Regions from separate parts of the Mus musculus genome. Here region 1 is linked to region 2. Evidence: chromatin contacts called from public promoter capture Hi-C data. All regions are on one chromosome and are shown on one strand. The core of a region is the stretch at or near the end of the contact, and the rest is flanking DNA. Distances in the headings are between cores, read along the strand shown.

Region 1 (2,700 bases), core at 151-2,650, 53 kb before region 2:
ATTCTTATACTCAGCTGAGAAATTGACATTGTCCCTTGGATTTTCAAATGTTCAAAACATTACACTGGTATTTTGCCTTCCAAGGCAATAGGTCCAATCCTCTCTCCACTCTATATGAAGCATATAGAAGCAGCCCTATATGAACTAATTTTTGCTTATCTTCTAGTCTCTTTCTTAAACCCAACTCCATCTTCTATCCTCCATTTGTTCATTCTGTGTTTTAGCACACCAAGTTCATCCTCTCTCTGCTCAGGAACTTCACCTTTGCTGTCCCCTCTCCTGGAAATGTCTTTCCTTAGCTATTCTATCTCAAGTATCATCTTTTCAAAAAAGCTTCTCCTATCAACATATTTAAAGCCATATTTATCCCTATACACCTCATTTTATGGATACACAACACATATTTGCTGTCTCCCCATCAAAATACAATCTTCAGTAGAGAAACTCCCTGTCTTGTTAGTACCTGAAACCAGAATATCTTCAAAGAGTTCCTGGAACATAAAAATGCTCAATTAATATTTATGTTAAGTAGGGAGCTGGGGTGTAAATCAGCGGTAGAGTGCTTGCCTTGGAGGAGTGGGGCCATTGGTTCAATCTTCAGCACAAAATGAAAGATTATGCTGAGTAAAGTTGGGAAAGTTGTATACCAGTTTATGAGTAGTATAAGAGGTAAATTATGAATTCATATTTACTTTGACAAGAAGTGTTGTAGTCTTTATTTGAAATAAAAGTACATCTTAATTACAAATAAAAATTGGTAAAGAGTGAATTCTCAAGCTATGGCTGCCTAGAAGATGAGTGCTGGGAGGTTTTCTATTTCGACGATAGTAGATAGACTACATGAAGCACCTGTGGCTTTATAAACACACTGAACAATCAAGCAAAAACAAACAAACAAAGAAACAAACAAAACAAACTGTTCCACACCGTTCACATCCTTTAGGATCGGTTGCTGTATACTTCTGGAAATTAATTTAAATAATTTTCCCCAAAGGTTAATGACATGGACAGCCAGTATTAAAGCCAGGATGGAAAGCTTCTGCCTGTTTTGCTTTACAACACACTCCACATCTTTGGTAGGTGAGCTCTTCTGTAGTGTGTTTACTTCTTTTTCTACACACAGAAGCACAGTGTTAGCTGTTGTCCCCAGCTTTGAATGTTATGTCAGCACATGAGGGACAGACCTTCGGCTTATCGACTATTGCAGCTCTCTGCTTGTTCTGGAGCCTCTTCTGAGAAGATGGACTTAGTTCAAGGCCAGATAATGCTATTTTTTTCTTTTTTCTTTTTTCTTTTTTTTAGGAGGACAAATAGTTAGTGTTTGCTCTGGTCACCCAAGTTCAAGTTATTGGATCATGGTCCTGTGCATATATAAAGCCTAGTTAGAGCCACAGTTTCTGGACCGTCTTGCTTTGCTAAGCACAGATTCTCCCCTTGGGACGTTTTCCTGCTTTTGCAAAATGATGAGCATTTCTTTGATCTGGGGGATTGCTGTGGTAGTGAGCTGTTGCATATGGTTTATCATTGGAATAAGGAGAAGGTATGGAAACATTTTTTAAATTTGTCTTAATTTATTTCTAGTATTCAATACCTTCATGATTACACAGCATGAAAAAAATACTAGTACATTAGTACTTTTAATTTTAAATTTAAAAGACACATCTTTGACTAAATCTAACAAGATATAGATAGTTCCCCTTAGCATATTCACATTCACCACTGGTAATGCAGATCTTGTTAAACATAACTAAAAAATTACAAGTTTTTGATGCAAGTTTATGTATGCGTGTGTGGAGCAAACCTAAGCTGAGAAGAGTAATATTTAGAGGGGTTCTTTCTGTGACATGAACTGACTAGATGCTCTGCCTAAGCAAGTGTGCAGTCATCTGGGTTTTCTGCAGACTCCGTCTAAGCTTGGGTGAGAGCACAGAGCCTGAGTTTGTCTGCCTCTAACTTTTCTTTCCAATGTTAACCAACTGTGTGACTGGGAAGCTTTGGTGCCTGCACATGATATCATTTTGAATGACTCAAAGAACATTTCGGGGCAGGATATTTAGATATTTTCTGGACTGTCAACATCAAAATAGGACAATACCCCTGGCATTATCTTCAGAGAGGTAAACCAGTATGTGTTCTCTTAGTTTAAAAAGTGTTTCTTTGCCTCTTCGGCTGATAGTTACCAGTTTAAATTAAACAGCTTATCGTCATGCTAAGAAAGGAAATATCAATTATACTCAATTATTCTTAGAAGAGATGAAGAGATATTCTTCACCAATATCTTAATAGGCTAAAAAAACCCACTGTTTTAATAAAAAAGCAGGGTCCCCATCATCAAAAGAAGTGTCTACAAACTGTAGTTAGGAAGCTTGAAATAAATAGTAGAAAACACTAAATATATAATTTATTGGGAAATAAATAAGCTTATAATTTTAATAAAACATTTAAGAAAGAGTAAAAGAGTATTGGATTTTAGTTCATGGTTTGCCAATGTTTACTTGATCCAATTTCATTTTATAATGATCTAATTTTCCAAATGAGATTCCTATTCACTTCAAATATCATCTCAGAATAATAATGTTCTTTTTTCCAGAGTTGAGGATCAAAGGGAAGGTTTTATAAATGTTATCAAGAGCTCCACCATTGAGCCACACCTCCAGTCCTCAGGATGCTAGTATTTTAAATTCTGTAGATTGTTAAAAC
Region 2 (2,700 bases), core at 190-2,689:
ATAACCATGCTTTTCCATATATTTAAATGCCATTATCCAATGAAATCTTAGCTTTCCATAATCACTTATAAAAGTGAAATTGAGACTTACTTGCATATATGAAATAAAAAAGCATAAATAAACTTCTAGAAATGTACATATCTCATTATTTTCAGATAGATTAAGATGGGTTCTCCTTATTAAAAACTACCATTTTAGGAGAAGTGAAAAATAACTTGTGACTTGTCTGGCAGCCCTTTGCAACTGGGTGCAAGCCAAACTTATCTCATAGCCAATATCACCAAGGAATAGGCACAACAACCTGGAGTTGCGTCAGTATGCTGCCGTCTTCCTTACACCAAAACCAGATTAAACAAAAATAAGAACAGGAAGAGCCCCAGATGCCTGGGAGGGAATACAGCTGTGCTAAGAGTGACTTACTTCATGGACTGCACAGACAATGCTTCTTGCTATCAGGAGCTTTAGGGCTGGGTTTTGTCAAGTATAATTAAAATCCATGTATGTAAGTAAAAATGAATCTGTTGAGTTTATTATTTTGGGATATCAAAATGTAGACTTCCACCACATCTTTCTCAAAATAATTCCAAGAACACTGAAACACATGCATGTTTGCGGAGTTTCTTATGTGCTTATAAAGGTTATTTGGAAATCCGTAACTACAGGCCATTTCTGCTGCCTCTGCTTGCGTGGGAGATTGCACAATGGAGTATAGTCAGAGAACAAGAACAATATATCATGAAAGTGAGACATCTTTAGAGGTGCAGCCAATTTAGAGCTGGGCCAAAATCAACAGCTCCTCATGCTGGATTATGCAAGATGTCTGCTGCCCTGTTGTTAAGTCTCTATTATCATTTGCTCTTCTGACGCTTCTTAATCTAAAAGATTATTAAATATATTTTAATGGACACTCAATTTACTAGTTATATTTTCTGAACTGCTCTTTCACATTTTAGGGGCATCGGTAGCCATGTGAAATTAATGAAAAGTGAGTAGATATTATGTTAGCACCGAGGTCTGTATAAAGATACAAACTTATTTCAGACTACATGACCGTGACCTTATGGTTGCTTTTGAGCAAACAAATAGAAACCATTCAGCAGGTTGAAAACTTTCCACTGGATCTGGCTGCGGAGAGCAGAGCTCAGTTCATCAGCAGAACGTTTTAAATAACGGATCACCAAGGAGAACAAAGACAAGGAAGTGCAGATGGAAAATTCCATGGGAACATCACGGTTGCACGTTCCTCTCCTTGAAGGGGAATGTCTGTTGTACAGACCATTTCCCTCTCCCCTGAGTGTACCAGAGGTCAGAGTTACTCTCAGACACAGGACTCTTAGTAGGATCTCCCTTATTGTCACACTTCTGCAATCAGCGCACACAGACAGGGACTCAGAAAACATCTCCTGCTGTTAGTTCCCCAGGAAGGAGTTCCTTGGGTGTTTCCAGCCATTACCAAGGACAGCCACTGGGCACTTTACTTTCACTATGCTACATATGCAACTAGTCCTGGAAATGAACCATGATGACATTTCCAGAATGTATTCTCCTTTCCAAACCCAGTAAAGTTACAAACATTTGCTATTGTCGGTATCAGTTCTTGGTATCTTTCTGAATCTCTGTTTAGAAACATAAATGCATACGTTGTCCAGTGTCCAGAGACTGCTATTTTCGTACTAACTTATCACTTGGCCATTCAGAGCCACTCTTACGTAAAGTACTGGCATGCGACCTAGGGATCCCGTGGACCAAAGTCCCTGCCCTGTCTGAGATGTTGGGGAATGAGAAGTGCTAGCAGACAAGAAGCTAAGTTACTACCATTAGGAGAAGCTCCCGTAAACAGGGTAAGGGGGCTATGGAGACAGAGATGTCACACTGAGGCACGAAAGGAGGCTTCTCTGAGCAAACGGTATTTATTAAGCTAAAATCAGGACAAGCTATTCAATACAGTGACATCATCTATAACACAGCTGTAGAGAATGCTGATCTCAGGAAGGCTTCGGTAAGAAATAAACCCACACATCTCAAAGAGATGTACTCTTTATCAAAACGGAATGGCATACATGCTTAGTATTACAGAATACAAAGAAAGACAGTCTGAGTTGCTATAAAGTACCTATGTGCACAATATTTTAAACACTTCCATATAAATATTTATATGTTTTAAGGGGTATTCCTAGACTCATTATTATGCATTTTTATAAACATGAAAACATGGTTTTGCATACAACTTTATTACATGAATAAAAATAAATACCTCATGCCTTAGAATGTTGAATGTAACATTGTATCCATCTTCAGGAAACAAGAACATTTAAGACTTTCTTACTCTTACAGCTTTAAACCTTAGTACAAATCCCAGGCTACTGAAAGCAGCCCATTTGTCCATTTGCTCTCAACTATGCTCACAATATGATTTTTCAAGTCTACCATTTCCTAAAAATATGTATTATTTATATTTGCCACTTTTAAATTAACACAGATTGGCATATAACACTAAAAATGAGTTATCGTTCTTGACCCTAAAATAAAAGTGGCAAAGTTAGCAAGGAAATAAGACTTTGCCATAGAGTTAAAAATCAAAATAAAATGGGGAAGATTTTTAAAATGAAAAGCACATAAAATAACCCTTTATTACTTTGTTCTGAAAAACACATTCAAAGGTACATTGCGTAGAGGAGGGCACAAAGTCAAAAGGGCGCT

Evidence for each region. Promoter capture Hi-C pulls out the DNA fragments that hold promoters and counts their contacts.
Region 1: a promoter capture Hi-C map of liver shows a contact between it and region 2. The contact joins the promoter of Cyp7a1 here to the enhancer-like site in region 2. A contact is called at or near these places in 8 of 39 promoter capture datasets (3T3-L1-derived adipocytes, the HPC-7 cell line, HPC-7-derived erythroid cells and 4 more), 8 of 484 Hi-C or Micro-C datasets (the 3T3-L1 cell line, effector CD8 T cells, embryonic fibroblasts and 3 more), 4 of 115 datasets of contacts at active chromatin or transcription factors (CD8 T cells, embryonic stem cells and liver) and 3 of 9 other capture datasets (adipose tissue, embryonic stem cells and pancreatic islet).

Annotation. Positions count from the first base shown.
Region 1 is chr4:6,274,332-6,277,031 of GRCm38.p6, reverse strand. Cyp7a1 (cytochrome P450, family 7, subfamily a, polypeptide 1) reads left to right here and starts at 1,400. Exons shown (of 6, transcript NM_007824.3): 1 at 1,400-1,540. The coding sequence starts at 1,461. RefSeq lists a promoter at 1,082-1,432.
Region 2 is chr4:6,220,875-6,223,574 of GRCm38.p6, reverse strand. No RefSeq gene overlaps it. Among named protein-coding and RNA genes, the nearest start is that of Ubxn2b, 31 kb to the right of the region's middle. Within about 2 kb of position 1,439, at least 45 of the 459 cell types and tissues checked have an H3K27ac peak or open chromatin away from gene starts, as enhancers often do. A contact at or near this core is called in adipose tissue, liver, pancreatic islet and 1 more, where this site is marked.